Linked DNA regions of Mus musculus: regions 1, 3, 4, 5 and 6 are each linked to region 2. A link is a contact called in public Hi-C, HiChIP or PLAC-seq and promoter capture Hi-C data. All regions are on one chromosome and are shown on one strand. Each heading gives the region's core, a stretch centred on a gene start, on an enhancer-like site or on the middle of the called end of the contact. The rest is flanking DNA. Distances are from core to core; before and after follow the strand shown. Region 1 holds the start of Amfr (autocrine motility factor receptor). Region 2 holds the start of Usb1 (U6 snRNA biogenesis 1). Region 3 has its middle 8.1 kb from the start of Gm39228. Region 4 holds the start of Nup93 (nucleoporin 93). Region 5 holds the start of Bbs2 (Bardet-Biedl syndrome 2 (human)). Region 6 holds the start of Mt2 (metallothionein 2).

Region 1 (3,329 bases), core at 711-3,210, 1.3 Mb after region 2:
GGGAAGGAGGAGGAAAAGGGTTCGGGAAACAGAAGGTGTTTGCTTGGGTGTGGTGGTTCATGCCCTCCATTCTCTAACCCTAACAGGAGTTTCAGTAGGGGAATTGCCGAGAGCTGGAGGCCAGACTGGGTTAGACTGAGAACAAGCATCTCAAACAGGTCCTCGAAGGAAGGATGACATGCAGAGCACTTTCTTGAGGGTAAAGGAATAGAACAATGACTGTTCTCTTTCAAAACAGAAGCCATCCAAAATCTTTGGCCTTATCTTAAAGTGTAGCTGAGCTGGGTTAATTTCATCTGTTACAGATGCTGGATTTTCAGAGAGCCCACGCTTCTGAGATGAAAGAAGGCAGCTTTGTTATCATCAATATGAAAGGACAAGTTTGGTATCTAATACTGCTGGGTTGTAGCTTACATTGAGTGTGCATCACAAATGAATGGTTTAAAAATCATCGTGACTCAGATCTGACCTTGTAAAAATCTCTCTGGAAAATTACCACCCAAGTTTTTTTCAGAATAAAGATTTCCATTATTTGGACAATAGTGTTCCGGCTTGGTATTTTATTTTTACATTTAGTTATGTGTGGGGGAGACACAGATATGGAAGTCCGAGGACAACTTGGGGGAGTTATGAGAATCAAACTCCAGTTTGTAGCAAATGGTTCATCTCACAAGCCATGTTGCAAATGACTGGGAACGAACCAAAGGGAACTATATTGTACAAAGACTCATGATGAGATGTTTTTAAGAATTATAACAGTGGTTAATTTTCAGATTTAAAAGATCTATAGAAATATTTGGCATGAAAAAATACTACAAAGACAATTTCTCCACATTAGAAAATTTGGAAAATTCAAAGCTGTTTACAGAGCTACATTCTGGGATAGGCACTAACACATGGCTCGGGGATATAATAATTAAAAACTGTACCCTATGTTATCTTATGTAATTCACATAGATATAACCTGCTGTTTATAGTGTACAATTCAGTGACTTTGAGTGTATTCATAGTTGTATAACAGCAACTTTAGAAATTCTCACTTCAGGAAACTAGTACCCCAACCTGTCACTTCTTTAGCTGTCACCTCCAGTTCTTTCAAACTCCCCTTCTACTCTACATTGCATGCATTTGTCTTATCAGCGTGGTCACACAGAATTTAGATATCTGTGTGTGGCTTGATTCAGACATCGTCAACATTCTCTGATATTGTAGCATTATCTGTACTTTATTTTCAAACGCTATAATTCGAGGTTTGCCTCTCTGGTTTTTAGGAGTAGTGCTACTGTCAGCCTCAATGTAGGGACTTTGTGTGGGTGTCTGTTTTCATTTCTCTTGGATGTTTACTTAACAAGCAGTGTAACTGCCAGGACGAAGGTCACCCTTTGGTTTACCTTTTAGGAACAGGTATTTTCCAAGAAACTAAGCAGCATTTGACATTCTTACTTGTAGCTAAGAGGGAACAGATTTTTATTTCTGGTTAAATTGGTTCCTCCGTTTTAAAAATATTCTATCTCAAGGCTTCTCTTATTTCCTAAGCATCATGTCGCTTCTTTAGGACACCAAGGAAGCCTCTAGTCTACAGGGTGGTGGGATGGCGGGTTTACCAGCTTTGGCGGGGAGGAACAAGCGACAAGTGGCCAGGGGCAGGGGTCCCGCACCCTCACCCTGCCGCCTGACCACGCACACAGGCCTGCCGTCATTGCCTACGGGCCAGGCTCACCCCAGAGCCCGGCTCGGGTGCGCTCGTGGCTTCAGTGGGCCCAGGGTCGCCAAGGATGCTGCAGGGGGCCGGGACGCGGGGCCCCAGGCCGGGTCCTGTGCTCTCGGGGTTGCAGAGCGCCGGCTGTGGGCGGGGGACGAAGGCCGCGCCCCCGCGCCCGTCCCGCCCGCGTCCCGCTAGGGGCGGCGGCCCGCCCCGAGTCCGCCGAGGCTCTTCCGCGCCGGCAGGGGCAGCAGCGGGAGCGGCGCGGGGCGGAGCGGCGCGAGCAGCTAGGAGCGGCCCGGCTCGGCCCGGCGCAGCGGCGGCGGCAGCGGCAGCGGCAGCGACGCCAGAGCCCGTGGGCGCCTTTCGCAAGGCCGCCGCAGGCGCCTGGCCGCAGCGCGGGAAGCCTCGGGGGCCGGAGCCCGTCGCTGCCGCCATGCCGCTGCTCTTCCTCGAGCGCTTCCCGTGGCCCAGCCTCCGCACCTACACGGGCCTCAGCGGCCTGGCCTTGCTGGGCACCATCGTCAGCGCCTACCGCGCCCTCAGTCAGCCGGAGGACGGCTCGGGTGAGCCGGAGCCGCTAACGGCCCCACTGCAGCCCGAGGCGCGCCTGACCGCCGGCGGCCCCCGGGCCCGCGACGTGGCCCAGTACCTGCTGTCGGACAGCCTGTTCGTGTGGGTGAGCGAGGCTGCGGGCCGGGCGCGGGGGCGGGCGGCCGGGCGGGAGCCGCCATGTCACCCATTATCCGCAGGGGGGCGTGGCCGGGCCCTGACCCCGGCCTCCTCGGCCCGGGGACCGCGGCCCTCGCGTGGGGCTCGAGGCCCAGCGGCGCTGCGAGCGTGGCGGGCCGCGGAGAGAAGGTGTCGGGATGCCGGGGAGAACAGTCGAGGCAAGGGCGGTCGGACCCGCGGGCTCCAGGGCGGCGGGGTGCGGCGACCCGAGGCTGTGAGAAGCCGCGACACGTCCGGTTTAGCTCGGCGTTGTTGGGGGCGGCTCGCCGACGAAGAGAAGGCCGAAGTTAGGGGGACATTTTACTCTTCGCCAGACAACTTCGAAATGGTGCTATTTGTCAATGCGTTAGTCCCGATGGGCGCTATTTAACGAAGCAAACAGACCAGCTACGTCCTTTTATCTCACCCCCAACCACCCCCCGCGATGGTTTGTGACTGTTCCCTTTTTGACAGAAAGCAGCAAAACACTTTCGGGTCGGTGTGGCAGCCCCTCCTTTGAACGCGATTCCTCCGTTTAGCGATCCATTTTGAAACAAGGGTTCTAGTTTGTCTGCCGGTGCGAGATAAGCAATGTCCACATGCCACAAGTACTGGCTTCGTTTGTTACATCATTTTAGGCTGGGCAGATCTGAGAAAATTTTGCTCTCACCTTGCACTTGAGTGCCTCTTCTATGAACCCTCAGAAATAGGAAAAGTTGCTCCCGGATTTAAAAAATTGTCACTTGGATTTCCTGTGGCTTGGTGGGGATCGTATCTCCCCACACGGCGCCTAGAGAAGGCTGTAAATGACTGAGGGGTTAATGTTATAAGTTTGTAGAACTATAATGCAACTCATTTGTTGTAATTATTCCCACTGTGCTTCATCAGGAAGCAGCGGGATTTGTGAACTTCGTGG
Region 2 (3,475 bases), core at 845-3,344:
TAGATGCACATCTTTTTAAGTTTGCCCAAATTCATAGAATATATACCACAAAAATTAGCCAGGGGGCTGGAGAGATGGCTTAGGGGTTAAGAGCACTGGCTGCTCTTCTAGAGGTCCTTAGTTCAGTTCCCAGCAACCACATGGTGGCTCACAACCATCTAAAATGGGATCTGATGCCCTCTTCTGGCACACAGGTATATGTGCAGATAGAGCACTCATGAACATAAAATAAATAATACCTAAGAAAAAAAGATTAGCCATAATATTAAATGTTTGTGAAGTTTGGTGATTATAATGTGGGCTCAGGTCAGGTGGTAGTGGCATACACTTTTAAGTCTAGCATCTGGGAGGCAGAGGTAGGCAGATGTCTGAGTTCTGGGACAGACAGACAGGACTACATGGAGAAACCCTGCCTCAAACAAACAAACAAACAAACAAAAAATGAAATGAAATGAAAAATGAAAAAACCCACAAAATTAAAAAACCCACAAAACAACAATAGCAAAAAAGTGGGTTCATCTGTTGTAATATAGCACTCTGGATGGTGGATACTGGTAATGGGTGAGTCTACACAAAATCAGAGCCACCATTTTGTGTATTGTGCTAATTGGCATAGATTATCTGATTTAATCTTCCAAAGAGATAGATAGCATCACCCCCACTTTAGAGGTGCAGAAATGAGACACCCAGTAGCTGACAGAACACCCAGTGCAGGAAGGTCTACTTCAGCAGTTAGGCAGTCCATTGTCTCCTCAGGTCTGCGGTGGGAGCTGAGTCCAGCACACAGCAGCCCTGGTGTCTTCCTCCTAGCCAGAGCTAGAGGCACTTTAGTCAGTGACTCACACGGTATGTAGATGTGGGTGGCCCAGTTGCCCCGCTCATGGGGAAAGGTTCGGATTCGACCGCCATGCTTTGCACTGTCGTCCTCAGGCCCTTCCTCTGTGCTGGGGAACATACTTAGCACACTGTCAGGCACTGGAAGCTTCTCACTGGGAACGGGGTTCTGGCCACTGCAAAAGAAGAACACACATTTATCCTCATTGATACCCCTTTGAACAACGGTAGTTCTAAGCTGTTATGCACAGTGATTCTTACCCACACCAGTCTTGCCATGTTGGCCTCGAACTTGATCCTCCTCCCTCAGCCACAATGGCTGAGTGTTCATTTCCAGGAAGGGGTTGAGCTTCTACTAAAGAACCATAGCTTTCTAGAACTGCTTAAGTTTCCTAGCTGGGAAGGCAGACCTCAGCTGGCTCTTGGTCCCCATGGAAACATTTCAGCAGGTAGCAGTGTGGCTTGGAGGTCCCTATTAGATAGTTGGACAGGCCTGAACTCAAGTAGCTCTGTGATCTTGGCTTACATTAATTTCCTCACGTGTAGAGCATATTTTTACTTGCTAGAGCTCTTGTGCAATGAACCGACACACTACAGTCAGCAAAGACCAGTATTTAAGAACCTCGAAGATTTAAGCCTCTTGGCGCATGAGATTTTCATGGGTTTTTCAACAGGCTGGTGTCTCCAGTCTACCGTGTGGCTCACGGTGGCTATTCATTAACCATTTACTAGACGAACGAAAAGCTTGGGTTATTATTGCATAGTGTTCAAACGAGGAAACATCTGGGAAGAAACATAGTTGCTTTCCAAAAGAGAAAAAAAAAAAAAAAAAACGCACCAACGGAGAGGGCTGGACTTGAACCCGTGTCCTCACTCCCAACTTTGCCTTAGCCAGGGTGTGTGTGTGGTAGTGCCATTCCAGGGCTTTGTCCAGGGTGTGTCCTGAATCCTTTCCCTCGACATCCCTTTTTCTCTTACCGGGGAACTGACCCACCCTCTTGGTTCCCCGGGAGGCTCGGGTCCCACTAGGGTTTCAAAAGAATCTACGCTCGAGAGAGAAAAATTCCTCGATCCTCACCAACGGTGGAAGCCAGTACCCGGTTTGCTCCGCCCCGCGGCGACAGCCTCCGCTTCATCCTCTGAACCGCTGCTGCTGTAGCCCACCAGGGGCGCCGAGCTCATGGGGCCTCGACCACAAGCCGTGTCCACCGACAACCTGATCCGACGCCCGGAGTTCCTCTGAGCCGGAAGTGCTCTGTGGGGGGCGGGACCTAGAGTAGCTCCACCTCGGGGCGGGGCCTGGCGACCCGGGGGGCGAAGCCCAGTGGAGCTTAGGACGGACGGCGGCCACCGCCTGTGCGGTAAAGGCTGTAGGAGGCGGCCTTCCGGATCACTCCGTCGCCCCAGTGTGGGTTCCACAGGTCTGCGGGTCTGTTTGCCAGACTTGCAAAAAGTTGGAGTCTCAGGATCCCTCTTGAGAGCGAGCTGAGCCGCAGGTCAGCTGCAGAAGACCGGAGAGTCAGGTGGGGCTGCGGCGAGCCGGGGATGAGGATCCCGGCTCCTCCGCGACCGTAGGCTCCGGCGAGCGGATCCCGAGGCTCCAGCCCCGCCCCTCCGTACCCACAGGCTCGGGCCAGCGGGGCCGCGGGTCCCCGACAGGGGGCGGCCTCGCTCCGCGCCGCGGGCTTCTCGGCAGCCGCCGCCCCGGCTGCCGCTCCTCCCCCGGCCCCGCCTACCCGGCCTCGCGCCGACCCTCTGTCCGCCGGTCTCTGCAAGACCCGTCGGTCTGTCCGCTCGCCCGTCCGTCCGCTGCCCCGGTCCCGCTAACCCGAGTGCGCGGGTCGATTCGTCGGTTCCGGCTGCTGCAAACCTGTCTCCCGACTCCGCGCTGCCTGCCTCTGCTACGCGAGGCCCGGGGATTGGCAGGACGCGTAGGCCGCGCCGCGGCGGATGGAGCCGGAATAAAGAGGCGGCAGAGAAAGCAGCTGGTCTTCGCTTGTCCCGCGCCTGACCCCTGGAGCAGGTGAGTGGCAGGGCACCCGGGACTGCATCTGGGGGCCACTCCAGTAGCCCCTGCACCCAGGGAGAGCCTCCTGAGCTCCGAGGCGATCCAGGCTGGGCCTGGAAGTACAGTTGCTTCCCGGGCACCGTTTGAGGCTCTGGGGCCTTCCTCGGCCGGAACCACCCCCTTTTCGGGACGCAGTGGCTGGGCCATCCGGAGCAGGAGCTGACAGCAGGCAGCCCAGCTGGGCCTGATGGGAGGAGATCAGCTTTCATTCGGTGACTCTGAGAGGAAAAAGGGCTAGGGTGGGGCGCGGGTGGGGGCTTCTCTTTGCCTTTCCTCTCCACTTCTCTCTCCAGCTCTTGTGCAGTGAGCTAAGAGTGTTCCTGGCTTCTCCTTACTGGAGAAGGGTCAGGGTAGGCAGTGGGGTTGCTCTAGGAGGTGGGGAGTGGGGGCGGCTGATGGGGCTGGCAGCCATTCATACCAGGAAAAATAACACACAGTTGGATTAGTACAGCTAGATCAGACAGTGTTCCGTGCAGTCCACCGCTCCTCTCTACCTTAGGAACGCTAAAATGGCCAGCTGTGGTTGGTTGGTCGTACTCCTAGGTACTACCCCAAATCAGCAGCCTCTTTATT
Region 3 (3,419 bases), core at 736-3,235, 1.1 Mb after region 2:
GGTCTAGACTATACTCCCCTGGCTCCATCTTGTCATGTCCAGTGGCAGCCAGCCAGTCACAGCTGAAGTTGACATAGCTTCTCAGGTTGCTGCTCTCTGGACTCAGGCCTGCTTGGCCACTGCTCCTCAGGGCTGCAGACCTGAGAGCCTGCACTTACCCTCTTGAGCCTTTTTACTCTCTTGTAAACAATCTCTTTATTAAGCTCTGCCCAATTACTCATTGATTTCCTGCCAAGACTCTAGCAAGTATAGAAAGCAGCTCCCAGGGGAAATCAGGGGTAGGCAAGGCCCCAGGTCCCATTAGAGAACCTGCTGGTGGCCAGGTCCACCTTCTCCCCATTCAAGACAGCTGGACTTCCTCCGACTGAGGGAGTGGGCCGGTCATGGAGAGGTTACCTTGTTCCCTGTAGCAGTGGCCGATGGCAAGACCAAAGGGGTGATGTCAGCTGTGTCAACTCTGTACCCCAGCCAGGCTGTGCATGAGACACAGCCTGTCACCTGGCCACACGCAACTGCTATACTCTCACTCTCTGGAACTCCTGCTCTCTCTCTTAGACAAGGTCTCATTGTGTAGTCTCAGCTGGCCTGGTCCTTACTATCTCTATGTAGTGCAGGCTAGCCTAGAACTCAGAGATCTGTCTGCCTCTGTCTACTGAGTGCTGGGATCAAAGGCATGTGCTACTGTGCCTGGCCCTTTTTTTTCCCCCCTTGAGTGTCTCATTCTGTAGCCTAGGCTAGGCTAGCCTGGAACTCACCATGTAGTCTAGGCTAGATTGAACGTGTTGCAATCCTCCTGCCTAAGCCTCTTAAATGCTGGTGAGGGTCTAGAAGTCAGATAGAGCCCTGAGAGGCAGACAATAAAAAGAGAAGCCACCACTAGGTGACAAAAATGGCGAACCCAGGCTTCTTCTTTACCCTTCTGACCAAGGCCTAACATCTTTTTTTTTTCTTTTTTCTTTATTTATGTAAGTACACTGTAACTTTTTTCAGACACACCTGAAGAGGGCATCAGATCTCATTACAGGTGGTTGTGAGCCACCATGTGGTTGCTGGGATTTGAACTCAGGACCTCTGGGAGAGCAGTCAGTGCTCTATTAACCGCTGAGCCAACTCTCCAGCCCGGTTTATCATTTTCTAAGTCTAGTTTTCCGCTATTCCTGTCAACCTCATGGATCCCGAAGTCCTTTTTTAATGAATTTGCCTTGCCTAATTTACCTAGACCTCACCCCTGCAGCTTGTGCCCAGAGAATCCCAGATGGTATAGGGCTTGCTTTCAGAATTCACACAGTACGGTGGGTGCCCTCTCAGAAGATGTCCAGCCACCCCGCATCCCTTGAAAAATGAGATATACAGCATTTCCCATGGAAACGCAAGTCCCAGGCTTGGCCCACCAGTTCTTGTGGCTGCCATTTAGAATAGGTTCTTTACAGTCACACATGTCACTCTAGTTACACACACGCCCTGGGGGCCCTTTTGTTAGATGCTCCACGTGCATTTTGAATTTACACTCTTCAGAAGAGAGAATCTAACTGGTTTCTCTCTTTTGAACTACTATGGATTATATAGGGTTGGATAGGGTATCATGCCAAGCCCTCAGACTTAACTTCCTGCTTCCTCCGCTCATCCACCGACAGTTTCCCTGCTGTGGGCAAGACGTGGTCACGTGAAGGAGTGAGTGAGGGCCTTAAAGATGGCTCAGTGGGTGAAGGTACCTTTTAGCCAAACTGGGCGATCTGAATTTGATCCCTAGGACATGGTGGGCGAGAACTACCTCCTAAAAATGATCTCTGCCGTGCATACACTTGTCATGCCACATGCACATGAATGTGCGCACACACTCCCCCTAAGTGTAATAAACAGCGTGATTGGTGCGGTTCTGAGTTCCGCTTCCTCCCTCGGGGTGTCTAAGCACCACTGCACACTCCGGGGGTCAGGATGGGGGCATGAAGCGGACGGAACCCGGAAGGGTTGCGTCAGCAGGATCTCGGTCCAGCTGTGAGTTGGGGGCGGGGCTTCTCCGAGGATTTCAGAGTTAGAGCTCTTTTACATGGTGTTCAGTGACTCAGCTTTCTTAGCAGATGACCTGCAGCGAAACTGCTTGCTCCTTTAAATTAGAGGTGAACAAAGGTCATATGAACTGTGAGGAGTGGTTTTCAGGGTGAGAGTAAATTATTGGCTGTGGCGGGGGTGGGGGGTAGGGGGTGGGAATCGGAATGCTTCATTTACATGGAGAGGAATTCCAGGTGCTTTGGAGGCAGGTTCTTAATGGGAGAGATGGAAGTTGAACCTTGGCCACGGACTACATGACTTTCCAGGGGTAGAGGATATGTGCAGGGTCTTGCTCTCCAGATAAGGTCAGGCAAAGAAGGGAAAGCCCCACAGAGAAAGGTAGTCCTCCACTTTGTGCCAAGCTCAGAACCTATCTGGACATGGTGGACTGCCGACCTTAATTGTAGGGTCTTCCAACAAGTAGAGATGTCTTCTGACCTCGTGGCTTCTCCCAAGAGGCCCACACATCTGTCTTAGCTTATTCCATACCAACTACCCTAAAGTCGGGGGGGGGGGGGGACAGGAATGGAGCCATTTAAAGATGGAGATGTTCAAACTGTAGTGGTCCAGCTCAGAAGCAACGCTCTGACGTGGTAACTGATCCCCAAATAACACGATGTAGGTGCAGCTTGCCAGGACTGTAGCCATCTTGATTATCCCTGTGACTATCCTGGAGTAACCCTAGTTAGTGGTCACTGCACAATTTCTTAGCAAACCATGAGTTGATAAGGTGGAGTCATTTATGAGACTTTGCAGTCAGACTGGCAGGATGCACCCGGCTCTTCATGATCATCTTAAGATAAGCCAGCTACCTTCCAGTAGTGTCAAGTCACTTTTGTTCAAGCCTTTAAACTCCCAACTGAGTCAAAATGTGGGATGCCAAATTGGACATTCTGGTGCCTGGGTCCACACTTCTGTCCGTAAATTCCCCCAGTAATTGTCACTCGTTAATTCTAGATGTGTCTGCATCTCTTTGACCTCACAGCCCCTTGTCCTCATCTTTTAGGACTGGGTTGTTCTGGAGGAAACAGAGCCTTGAAGACTTCTATCAGGGGGTCTGTTATATTTATATTTCCTCTCCTCTTGGAAGCTGAGTGGGGTTGGACCTGATTAGTATGTGACTGGCAGACAGTATCCGATACATGCTCATTTAACTTAGAGCACACTTATAGATTGCCTGCTGACTGCCACACACCATGGCTGGATGAGAGGGAGAGAGTCCTGAGTCCCTGATATGTGCCAGGGACTGTTCTAGACACATTCAGGTTCATGGCAGCCCCGTGTGCTCCCCATGATGAGACATGGGACTTGGCCACATGTCATCCTAAGACATGTCCCCAAGACAGGCTACTTGACATCCTAAGTGGGGG
Region 4 (3,298 bases), core at 604-3,103, 1.1 Mb after region 2:
GCACCACCTTCAACTCTTCCCTCCTTCTTCAGTTGTACCCTGACACATCTCTGCTCCTCAGGAAGCCTGGCAGTTTCTTCCCTTCCCGCTCCTGTACCTGTCAAGCACACAAGCATCCCCACCACAGACAGAGAAGGCCCTCCCTACTTATTCTGAACCTTCTAGGCATTCTTCCCTAGCGGAGCAATTGTGACCACTTCTCAAACATCTCTTCCCGTAGAGGAAGGTTCACAGATATTTAACTCTGAATCCTGAGCATTGACCTAAGCCTGGCACATAATAGAACTAAAAACATGTTTGCTAATTAAAATGACTAGTGACCATAACAGAGTTGGGACCTCCTCCTGATCTTTACTCTGACACACACACAAACACCTCAAAATGCATCTACCTTATAGGCTCAGGGGTAAGAGAGATGGCTCAGCAGTTAAGAAAATCTACAGCTCTGTAGAGGACGCCAGCCCAGGTCCCAGCACCCACATCAGTGATTTACAGCTGTCTGTAACTCTAGCTCCAAGGAATCAGACACTCTCTTCTGGCCTCCACAGAAATATCCACATACATAAAAGACACACAAGAACACACAAATGAGAGGAAGAGAGGAGGGAGGGAGGGAGGGAGGGAGGGAGGGAGGGAGAAGAACCCAAGTTCACCACAGCTCCAACAGTTCAAGTCTCATGGTTTTAATATTTATGTTTATTGCTTATGTGTGTGATGTCTTCCCAAGAAAGAAGCCTGTCTCATTCACCACAAGCCTATAATATCAGTAACATTCATTTATTTGATATTTATTGAGCACCTACTTTATTGTGTACCAAACTTAAGTACTAGGTAGGCACTCATGTTCTACAGGGGTCGGGGAAGGACAAACAATACATAGGACAAATAAAACCTAAATGCTTAGGGGAAAAAAAAAAAGCAGTGAAGACAAGAAGAGTGAGGAAAGGCTTAGATTCTAATGGCCCTAGTGAAGACTCCAAGAAAGAGAGCAGACAAAACAGACATCCAACCACAAGAACAAAGCCCTTAAGTCAAAGCATGTCCTGCGGTGGTGTTGGGGGTGGGGAGAGAATGTGGGGTGTAACAGACATTGAAAGTATGGGTCACGTTATTTAAAAGCCTTACAGCTCACTACAGGGAGCTTATATTACTATTGTTGTTGTTATTTCTATGATTAGTATTACTGTTATTATTACTAAAGCGCTGACCTTTGCTTGTACTGAAAGTCATCTAGGGGGGTAGGGGTGGGGCAGGGTCTAATGTAGATCAGGCTGGCTTCAACTCGCTTTGAAAGCGACACCATGCCGCCCATGCTGTGATTTTCTTTCAGAAGGGACCCAATATACTTGGGCATCCCTTACAGAAGACAGGATACAGGGTACCCAGAAACAGGTGAGACAACCGAAGCGGCAATCATTAGCATCCTGTCGGATTCTCCGTAAAAGGAGATTAAAGTTGACAGGGGTTCGCTGGCCGCCCCTTCACCCGGAAGAGCCATTCTCTAGAAGAACGGCCCCCACGCCCCAAAGAGGGCAGTCAGGCCGGGTGACGCCTGGCAGCCGTGGGTGGGCGTGGCGACAGAGCACCAGTGGGGAGGACCACGCTCGGAAGAGCCTAGTCACAGCACTCGGCGAGCAGTCGCCGGCCGGCATGCCCAGCTACAGCAAGAGAGGAAGCACGAGCCTCTTCGAACTAGGCTCGGTGTTCTGCTTCAAGGCCAGGCCCCGAACTCGGGCCCAGGGTCGGCTCGGGGCCGCGTGGGCGCCCACACCTCACACACCTTACCTGCCTCCGTCGCCGCCCGCTGCCGGCTTCTTCACTACGCCGCCGCCGCCGCTTCTCGCGCCGCTCGCCCGCGCCTCCTGATTGGCTGAGGCAGTAAGCTCCCAGAAGCCCCTGCGCGTTGCGCCGCCAAATGAACTTTATGGAGACCCGCAAGAGGACACAGGCGTGGGGGCGGGGCGGGGCCGGAGGCGGGGCTGTCGCTACAAGTAAGTCAAGGAGCTCCGCCCTGCTCCCGCCCACGTGGTTGGAGTTGACAGTCCTAGAGGAAGCATTTCCGCAGTTCCCAATGCTGGGCAGACCCAGAGAGCTCGGCCACTCGGTGTAGAGCTTCAGTCAAGTGCCTGGGCCTGTTCTAGGTGCAGGGAACACGGTGACTTCCACAGCAGACAAGATCCCTGACCTCAAGCAGTTCTCAGCTTGGCCAGGGAAACAAAATATAGTGAATAAATGCAGCAGTAATTAGGAGAGCTAAGAACGGAAAAGCAAACTAATTGAAGAAAAATGGTCGGATGGCCAGGAAAGGTGTCATTCCAACTGAAAGGTGAAAGATAAAAACATGTTTTGGAGTTTCTCAAGGGAAAAGGCTGTCTTTTGGCAGCCTGAACAAGCAAGCTAGGCTGGCCACCTGCCCCGTTGGCCAATTACAGAAAAAAGCAGTGGTGATACCCAAAGAAAAGAGATTACTTCAGTGTGGCCGCGTTGGGAACAAAGTGTGTCACTGGGATATACAAGAACCCTTCAGGAGGTTCTTAGTCTAGTGGGTAAAAGAAATTTGAAAACAGGCGCTGAATGAAAACAATTTTGTTGGGAGTTTGAGAGAAAAATAACAGGACAGGCAAGCTGCAGGTCTCAGCAGCTGCTGAGAGGAGAGACCTGGATAGGAGGAGGTTTTGACAAATGTAAAAGAGTGTGGGGCTAACTGTAAGCACTCGTGTGTGAGTGTGTGTGTGTGTGTGTGTGTGTGTGTGTGTGTGTGTGTGTGTGTGTCCTGGTGCTCAAGGAGGCCAAAAGAGGTCATCAGATCTCCGGAGTAAGATTACAGGTGGTTGTGAGGCGGCATGGGTACTAGGAACCAAACCCAAAGTCCTTTGCAAGAGCAGTATGCTGAGCCATTGCTTTAGCTCCCGTAATAGCCTGTAATCGTTAAAGAGGCACTTTTTGGATTGCACAGTCTCGAACATGTCTAATCTTTCAATGAAGGTCACCGTCCTGACCTAATGAGGACCATGTGAACACAGGCCTAGGCAAGGTTGTCACCATTAATAATTCTAGTTTGGTAGATGCCTGTTTGATAAAGTGTTCTAGTCAGCTTTGCCTTATATGCTTATAAAACATAAATACAATTAACATACAAAGATGCCCACAATGATTAGCATTATAGCTGCACAGAACTTCTTTCTGCCTGCATGTGTATGTTTGTGGTATATATTTGTGTATGTGCAGAAGTATGTGGGCAGCTATGTGCACATGTGCTTGGAGGTCAAAGGTTGCTGTTGGGTGGCTTCCTCTAGTC
Region 5 (3,577 bases), core at 587-3,086, 1.2 Mb after region 2:
TAGCATCTTCAATTGGTGCCTATGGCTGTTTCTGTCTTCTCTCCCTCTTAAAAGGATACATATCATTAGAATTAGGGGCCACTCTAATCCAGGATGACCTCATTTCAAGCTCTTTAACTTACATCTGTAAAGACTGCTCTCCAAATAAGGTTACCTGTTGCCACCAGCAGTGAGGTGTGTGCCAGAGATACAGCTCCACTCTGCCACCTGCAGCAGCCCAAGCACTGGGCACTCCTTTCTGAGACCTCCATCCAAGTGACAACAGGATTCTTGGTTTCACTGCAGCAAAGAATTCCAGGACCAGACAGTTTGAAGCAGTTGAAGTTTCCTGAGATTTTGGTCACCAAGATGGCTCAGCAGGTTAAAAACAACATGGCTGATGACATGAGTTTGGTCCCTAGAACACATGGTATTGTTTTACACACACACACACACACACACACACACACACACCATATACCATACATAATTAATGTAATGTAATATGCTATACTATAATATAAGCATAACGGGGAGGGGCTGGGAAGGAGTTTAAAAGAGAGGATAGGTGCTAAGGGATAGAATAATACATAGCCAAAAGCTTGGATGTGGGTTTCAAGAGGGAACGACTCACTTAGTATCTTATCAGCTACATAGACTGCTTAGTAGCTCTAGTTATATCTCAATGGGCTGTTAGGAATTCCACCCCACTCCCATCTTCTTTCTCTCTTTTGTTTTACTTTGAAAATTAGCTTACAAAGTAGCAGGTCTTTTATGACATTTTCATGCATACTATGGCTGGCTGATCCTTCTCACCTGCTAGTTCCTTTCTTCTACTCCCCCCCCCCCCCCCCCCCCCCCCCCCCCCCCCGCACATTTACTCTTCTTTCTTTCCCTTCTTTTTGATGAATACGTTTATAAGGTGACTTCACCGGTGCTTTGAGTAGAGTTTGCAATTTGCTAAGATGAACCGACTTGTCACAAGGATGTAAAGAGTTAAGTCACATCATTTATTTAAGTAGGGTTTCTTGTGAGGTCCCTAGCAAATTACAGATTTACAGCTGGCAAAGGAGAAAGGCCATGTCCGTTTAGTACTTAAGCAGGATTCAGTGCTTTTTCAACATTCTTAGTTGAAAGTCTTTTCATATAAAGGGCATGTTGTCTCTAGCTGAGCAACTTTGTACAAATGCTAATTGTCCTGAAAATCTTGACTCAGCTGGTGGAGCGCCTTAACTGGACTTGGGAGAGAAGTACTCTTTCCCTTCCCATGTCCCTCAACTTTGCATCGTTCTCTACTGCTTTATATTTACCACCTAAACTATTTAAATAAACTATACTCTTTACTTTTATCTTGAGGGGATTATTATTTTCGGGTTACTATTGACGTTTGCCTGGGCATAACAGCTAAAGCAAGGGATACACTAAGCACTTTAACGTTAGTTTTGTTTTGTTTTTTTAATCGTGCGTGTGCATGTCCTTGGAGCTGGTTTTCTGCTTCCAACTCGGGTCATCAGGGTTGGTATCAAGTGTCTTCACCCACTTAACTATCCGCCCCGTAAAGCCTTAGTTCTTGAACGAATGAAAGGGTGACATAGTGTGTGGCGTGTACGGGGTGCAGCTTGGCTGACACGCTACAGAGAATCCTGGGGAGGTACTGGCTTAGACACCGCCATCCCAGACGCCAAGGTAAGGCTTCATCTAACACTAATTTACAGCCGCAGTCCGAGGACAGACAAAGAACGCAGGCCAACCAGGCACGACGCCACTGCGCAGTCGCAGGAGCTAGTTGGGACTTGCGTAGCTCTGCCGCTGGGAGGGTCCGCGCAGGCGTAGAGAGAGTTGGCGACACCGATCGCGCTCTAGTCTGCGCTTCCGGCGCCGGGCCTGTGGCGTTCCGCAGTCCTGCGTGTATTTACCTCCTACTCCTCATCCGCTGCTAGGCAACCGGCCGGCCAAGCTGCTTGCCTTGCGCCTGCGTCGGGCATCTGTCTTCCGCCCCTAGCTGGCGCCATCATGCTGCTGCCTGTGTTCACTCTGAAACTGCGCCACAAAATCAGCCCCCGCATGGTGGCCATAGGGCGCTACGACGGGACTCACCCGTGCTTGGCTGCCGCCACCCAAGCGGGCAAGGTAACCGCTCCCACCCGGACTCCTGCCTCCTCCAGATCCCGCCCCTCACGCTGCCCCGCCCCCTGCCCGCATTGCCTGGCAACCGGTCGCCGCTGTCCTTGGCTCCAGTCCCATCAAAGTGGGATTTCAAAGAACAGCTTTGTAGCAGTGACGTTTTTTATCACCAGGTTCTCAGTGTTGAACAGTATTGAGGACAGATCAGGAACCTAGGGAAAAGAAGTCTCAAGAAAAAGGAGCGCTTGTCCAGGAGTAGCAGCGATTGCTGACTCCAGATTCATGCCCAGGGCCTCTGCTTGCCTCCAGGATTCTCTTCCATATTTGCCTCTTTACAGTGGAGGAAGCGGGTGGGGTGGGGACAACAACCCAATGTTAAATTCAGATTGTAGTTTTGGTCCTTGATCACGTACATTCAGATCTTATCCCCATAACCTAAGTGTTCATTAAATGGTTATTATGAGCCACATACTGAGAAAGGGGTGTCAGGGTCACAGATAAAAAAAAAATTCAGATTTAGACCCAGTTTGCAAACAAAAGAAATTGTGAAAGTGAGATTGAATTCTTGTTGTTAGACTCAGCAGGTATGCCAGGTACACAATTGCATTTGTGTAAGGAGTTTTCAAGACACTGCCATGTGTGTTGTATGTTACCTTATATGCTACTTCTAGGGTTCCGTAGCAGGAACATAAGGATTCGTTTAAATGGGTTATGATTTCATAAACTGGTATGGTGAAGTAAAATGCTGAACATTCGTCTTGGTATGTGATGCTACTAGTTAAGAGGCGCTACCAGTCCTGAGGTAGTGCTACACATTTGTTATTTTATCTGTTCAAGAGATTGGGATCATAAGTTCAAAGCTAGCCTGGGCAACATAGGAAGACCCTGTCTCAAAATTAAAATTTTAGAAGAAGGGAGTTCTTTGTCCAATTGTCACTTGGATAAAGGCATGCACTGCTAAGTTTGATGACCTGAGTTCTGTCCTAGGGACACACAACATGGAGAGAGATCTGACTCTTGTAAGTTGTTGTCATCTGACCTTCACATGTGCTATAGAGCCTGGACACACACACATACCCACACACACACACACACACACACACACACACACGAATATTCAAATAGTAATATTAAAAAGGCTGATGATGTAACTCAGTGGTAGAACGATTGCCTAACATACTCAACAGCCTGGGTTCAGCCTCCTGAGCTGCCCTTATCCCAGGCACTGACAAACATCCAAAAGAAGTTCGCATCCACATATGCATATGTGCATATACATGTTCGTAGAATGGAGTACTGCAATATAAGAGGCAACGATATCCCACTGGTGTTACCTTAACCCCTAATTTGAGGTACAATCATGTGCTGGACACTTTTCCTAACTCTGCAGATACTGCGATAAATGAAATTTCACCTCTAGAGCTTACATTTGAGAGAGTAAGCAGAGTGTATATGTATATGATATATCATGTCA
Region 6 (3,596 bases), core at 974-3,473, 1.2 Mb after region 2:
GGGCAGAGTTCTGCCTGACTCCGAGAGGAACTTTCAGACTGACAGTCAAGTCATACCACTGGGCTCTGTGGAAGAGGGAAAACTATCCCTGTCAGTGTCACTGTAGATGGGCAGTTCCTCGTGGGGGCTCTAGGCTGGACACATTGTGCCATTTAGTCTCCACGCTGCAAGGCATACCCTTGGATACTTATAGTGTTTACAGTACTCTTCATGGCTTTGTTCTTGTTACTGATTTTTAAAAAATAGTTTATGTATGAGTACACCGTAGCTGTACAGATGGTTGTGAGCCTTCATATGGTTGCTGGGAATTGAATTTAGGACCTCTGCGCTCTCTGGTTGCCCCACTCACTCACTCACCCCCTCCCTCCCTTGCTCCAGCCCAAAGATTTATTTTTGTTGTTTTTGTTTTTCGAGACAGGGTTTCTCTGTGCAGCCCTAGCTGTCCTGGAACTCACTTTGTAGGCCAGACTGGCCTCGAACTCAGAAATCCACCTGCCTCTGCCTTCGGAGTGCTGGGATTAAAGGTGTGCGCCACCACGCCCGGCTAAGATTTATTATTTTAAGTACACTGTAGCTGACTTCAGACACACCAGAAGAGGGCGTCAGATCTCATTATGGAAGGTTGTGAACCACCATGTGGTTTCTGGGAATTGACCTCATGACTTCTGGAAGAGCAGCCAGCGCTCTTAACCCGAGCCACCTTGCCAGCCCATGTTACTGAATTTTTAAAAATGGATTTTAGTCTGTAAGCCCAGAATTTATAAGTCTAAGGCAGAAGCTCAAGGACAGCTTAGGTTACACAGTTAAGATCTGGCCTCAAAACCAAAGGTCACCAAAATTTGAGACCAAGCTGGCTTCAGAGTTAGTGGTCCTTCTGCCTCAGGCTCTCAAGTGTTGGGGTTATTACTCGTGGGAGACGTCATATCTGACTCACTCCCATTTTTATTTACAGGTATTTCATACTTTAAGCCTAAAAACCGAAAATAATTAGGGGTAGGGATGTGGCGCATTAGAGCACCTGGGTTTAGTAAGCAGGAAGCTTTCGGTTTAATCCCCAATACACACACACACACACACACACACACACACACACACACACACACACACACGCCCAGTAGGAATGGCCCATTTCTGTGACCAATGCATGCTTCTGCATGACCACTTTCTAGGCGGTCAAAGTCCAGAGAAATATAATCCGACTAGCTCAAATTCAGCTGCTGCAGTCCCATCTCAACGCCTCTGCCAGCCCTTAACCAATGCACAGAGACAAGCTGAATTAATCAAGTCAACGGCTTTTATTGTCAGTTACATGCTTTATAGAAAAAGTTGTGGAGAACGAGTCAGGGTTGTACAAAAAAGGCTAGGCTTCTACATGGTCTATTTACACAGATGTGGGGACCCCTCCGCCCCCCTTCAGGCACAGCAGCTGCACTTGTCGGAAGCCTCTTTGCAGATGCAGCCCTGGGAGCACTTCGCACAGCCCACGGGGCAGCAGGAGCAGCAGCCTGTGGGGAGAGAAGAGTTGAACGTGAGCGAGAAACCTTGTCAGAGGCACACCACCTGAACGCTCCCGGGAGGGAAGGCGCGGCGCGGCGGGCTAGGGACCCCAGGAGAGTGACGGGGAAATGGCAGAGAAGATCCAACTTACTTTTCTTGCAGGAAGTACATTTGCATTGTTTGCATTTGCAGGCGCCAGCGCAGGAGCAGGATCCATCTAAAAGTAGAAGGCAGTCAGTGAGCGCGGTTGAGTGGGACCCGGGAGTACCTGAACGCTGTTCTCCTAGGAAGGTGAGGCAAATCACCCGGGTAGGCGAGCCACTATCTCAAGGACTAGTTTAAAGGAGCAGGAGTGCTTCAGAATTCATTCGGAAGGGGTAGCCGGTCGTACCCTTAAAGTAATTACTAAAGGAGGGGCCAAAAAGCCTGTCTAGCTCTCCCAGAAATCCCGTCAGCAGTCCCCCTTACCGGAGGCACAGGAGCAGTTGGGGTCCATGGCGAGTGGAGGCGGCGGTTGAAGATCGACGAGAGATCGGTTTGAAGAGTTCTAGGAGCGTGATGGAGAGAAGCACGCGGAGCGCGACCTTTATAGCGGAGAGTATTGGGTCGAGCGCAAAAGCTCCGCCCGGGTGGAAGGCACCATGCACGCGCCCCCGCCGCCTGCACACGCCCTTTTTCTGGCTCAAGGGATATGGCCAGCACACGCCCCTGGGCCTGCGCACGACCCGAATTCTGCAAGCGGCCCTCTTTTTGCTCGTGGGACAGAGCCTGCACACGCCCTCCCCCCACCCCCCGCGCTGAGTCACACCCCCTTTCTCTGGGCTCAGGGACTGAGAGCAAAGGAGCTGAGCGCAAAGGGTCTGCGATCCGGTGGGAACCGGTTCCAGGACACCTGCTTGCTCCCGCGCGCGCCCTTTGCGGTGCCCCGGGGCCCGAGGGGCCGGGTGCAGAGGCGATGCTGAGCGACGAGACCTCTGGCCGCCCAGATCACGCCACGGGGACACAGTTTCCGCGCATGTCTTGTGTGCTAACCTGGGTGAAAGCGGGGCTTGGAGACCCTGCGTACAGGAAAACTTAGCTGGCAGTGTGAACCGGTTACAAAAACCAGCCCTACCCCTGGCTTAACTGCTGTTGGTGATGTACTCCTGCCCCCCTGCGTGTCACGTGCTGCGGGCACCGTAAGAGCTGTCGTTTTTCCTTACAAACGCTGGTTGGAGTGTTCATTATTCTCACCGTAGAAAAGTGGAAACGGAGACGCAGTCACATAGTCACTTGCCCAAGATGAGTGTAGGGTTCGAATCCACTAAGGCACCAGCCAGTTGTCAAGAGACTAGAGACCATAGACACAAGCCTTGTGCTAAGACTTACTCTTGGGGGGCGGGGGGAGGGCAGCGAGTGACAGGAAAAAATGGTGGGGGTCTTTGCTGGAGGTGGAATTCAAGAGAACGAAAGCAGTCCATTCTGGGAGGATATGGACCAGGGCCCTTTGCCAGGGTGTTTGCCAAGTAGGAAGGGCCAGATGGTGGTGTTCTGAAACACACGGATGGAAAGCCCCACGTAACCCGACCCACCTCCACCCACGGGTGGATGCTGAGGGGAAGGGTGGAGATGGCAGCCAAAATTTCTTCCCCTGGAGGTACATGGTGTTTCCCCACTTGCTTAAGTCTGCTGAAATCAGACTGGAAGTCATAGCTGGAATGTCTGTGTCATCTGCAGAGCCAGGAAACTGGTGCCGGAAGCTTCCCGGCAGGCCGACTCGGATACTTTCAACGGAGGCTGTGGGTGGGTTGTAACAGGACAGGCTGTCCTCGCAGCTCTTAGTGAAAACTGGGGCAATGCCTTCTTGACTCATTCCAGGCATTACTGGATGCCCACGGCTGTCCATGGATTGTGTGATTAAACACCGTGTCCTTTCCCTTCCTGGCACTTTCTGTGGCTGCCCTGGCTATGAACTTGAACCGGATTGATTTCTGGGCTCCCGTGCTCCCTTTCCAGACTGACCCCAGAGCAGTCTTTGCTGTAACTCCAGCCTCAAGCCAGGATGTTGTTGGCAGTCACCGCTGGCCAAGTCCCGTAAATTCATGGAGGTAACTAACCCA

What was found. Promoter capture Hi-C pulls out the DNA fragments that hold promoters and counts their contacts. Hi-C and Micro-C count contacts between places; a contact is called where the count stands out from the background. HiChIP or PLAC-seq counts read pairs in DNA pulled down with a chosen protein or histone mark. Capture Hi-C pulls out chosen DNA fragments and counts their contacts.
Region 1: a contact with region 2 is called in an H3K27ac HiChIP or PLAC-seq map of thymic regulatory T cells, with 12 times the contacts expected there. The contact joins the promoter of Amfr here to the promoter of Usb1 in region 2. A contact is called at or near these places in 1 of 39 promoter capture datasets (pre-B cells), 1 of 484 Hi-C or Micro-C datasets (regulatory T cells), 2 of 115 datasets of contacts at active chromatin or transcription factors (microglia and thymic regulatory T cells) and 1 of 9 other capture datasets (adipose tissue).
Region 3: a contact with region 2 is called in a promoter capture Hi-C map of liver, with 2.8 times the contacts expected there. The contact joins the enhancer-like site here to the promoter of Usb1 in region 2. A contact is called at or near these places in 3 of 39 promoter capture datasets (liver and pre-B cells) and 1 of 115 datasets of contacts at active chromatin or transcription factors (large pre-B cells).
Region 4: a promoter capture Hi-C map of adipose tissue shows a contact between it and region 2, with 2.8 times the contacts expected there. The contact joins the promoter of Nup93 here to the promoter of Usb1 in region 2. A contact is called at or near these places in 2 of 39 promoter capture datasets (liver and pre-B cells), 1 of 484 Hi-C or Micro-C datasets (B cells), 1 of 115 datasets of contacts at active chromatin or transcription factors (memory CD8 T cells) and 2 of 9 other capture datasets (adipose tissue and liver).
Region 5: a Hi-C map of CD8 T cells shows a contact between it and region 2, with 7 times the contacts expected there. The contact joins the promoter of Bbs2 here to the promoter of Usb1 in region 2. A contact is called at or near these places in 2 of 39 promoter capture datasets (liver and pre-B cells), 3 of 484 Hi-C or Micro-C datasets (CD4 T cells, CD8 T cells and pre-B cells), 1 of 115 datasets of contacts at active chromatin or transcription factors (thymic regulatory T cells) and 2 of 9 other capture datasets (adipose tissue and liver).
Region 6: a promoter capture Hi-C map of liver shows a contact between it and region 2, with 2.0 times the contacts expected there. The contact joins the promoter of Mt2 here to the promoter of Usb1 in region 2.

Annotation. Positions count from the first base shown.
Region 1 is chr8:94,011,271-94,014,599 of GRCm38.p6, reverse strand. Amfr (autocrine motility factor receptor) reads left to right here and starts at 1,960. Exons shown (of 14, transcript NM_011787.2): 1 at 1,960-2,381. The coding sequence starts at 2,139.
Region 2 is chr8:95,330,903-95,334,377 of GRCm38.p6, reverse strand. Usb1 (U6 snRNA biogenesis 1) reads right to left here and starts at 2,094. Exons shown (of 7, transcript NM_133954.2): 1 at 1,913-2,094; 2 at 844-1,010. The coding sequence starts at 2,016. It overlaps Zfp319 (zinc finger protein 319), which reads left to right and starts at 2,567. Exons shown (of 2, transcript NM_024467.4): 1 at 2,567-2,857.
Region 3 is chr8:94,189,852-94,193,270 of GRCm38.p6, reverse strand. No RefSeq gene overlaps it. Among named protein-coding and RNA genes, the nearest start is that of Gm39228, 8.1 kb to the right of the region's middle. Within about 2 kb of position 1,985, at least 150 of the 459 cell types and tissues checked have an H3K27ac peak or open chromatin away from gene starts, as enhancers often do. A contact at or near this core is called in liver and pre-B cells, where this site is marked.
Region 4 is chr8:94,213,119-94,216,416 of GRCm38.p6, reverse strand. It overlaps Nup93 (nucleoporin 93), which reads right to left and starts at 1,853. Exons shown (of 22, transcript NM_001357266.1): 1 at 1,786-1,853.
Region 5 is chr8:94,096,768-94,100,344 of GRCm38.p6, reverse strand. Bbs2 (Bardet-Biedl syndrome 2 (human)) reads left to right here and starts at 1,836. Exons shown (of 17, transcript NM_026116.3): 1 at 1,836-2,109. The coding sequence starts at 1,993. It overlaps Gm39226 (a long non-coding RNA gene), which reads right to left and starts at 803. Exons shown (of 2, transcript XR_879106.1): 1 at 155-803; 2 at 1-46.
Region 6 is chr8:94,171,245-94,174,840 of GRCm38.p6, reverse strand. Mt2 (metallothionein 2) reads right to left here and starts at 2,223. Exons shown (of 3, transcript NM_008630.2): 1 at 1,966-2,223; 2 at 1,649-1,714; 3 at 1,274-1,505. The coding sequence starts at 1,993. The coding sequence ends at 1,414. Gm39227 (a long non-coding RNA gene) reads left to right here and starts at 3,186. Exons shown (of 3, transcript XR_879107.2): 1 at 3,186-3,584.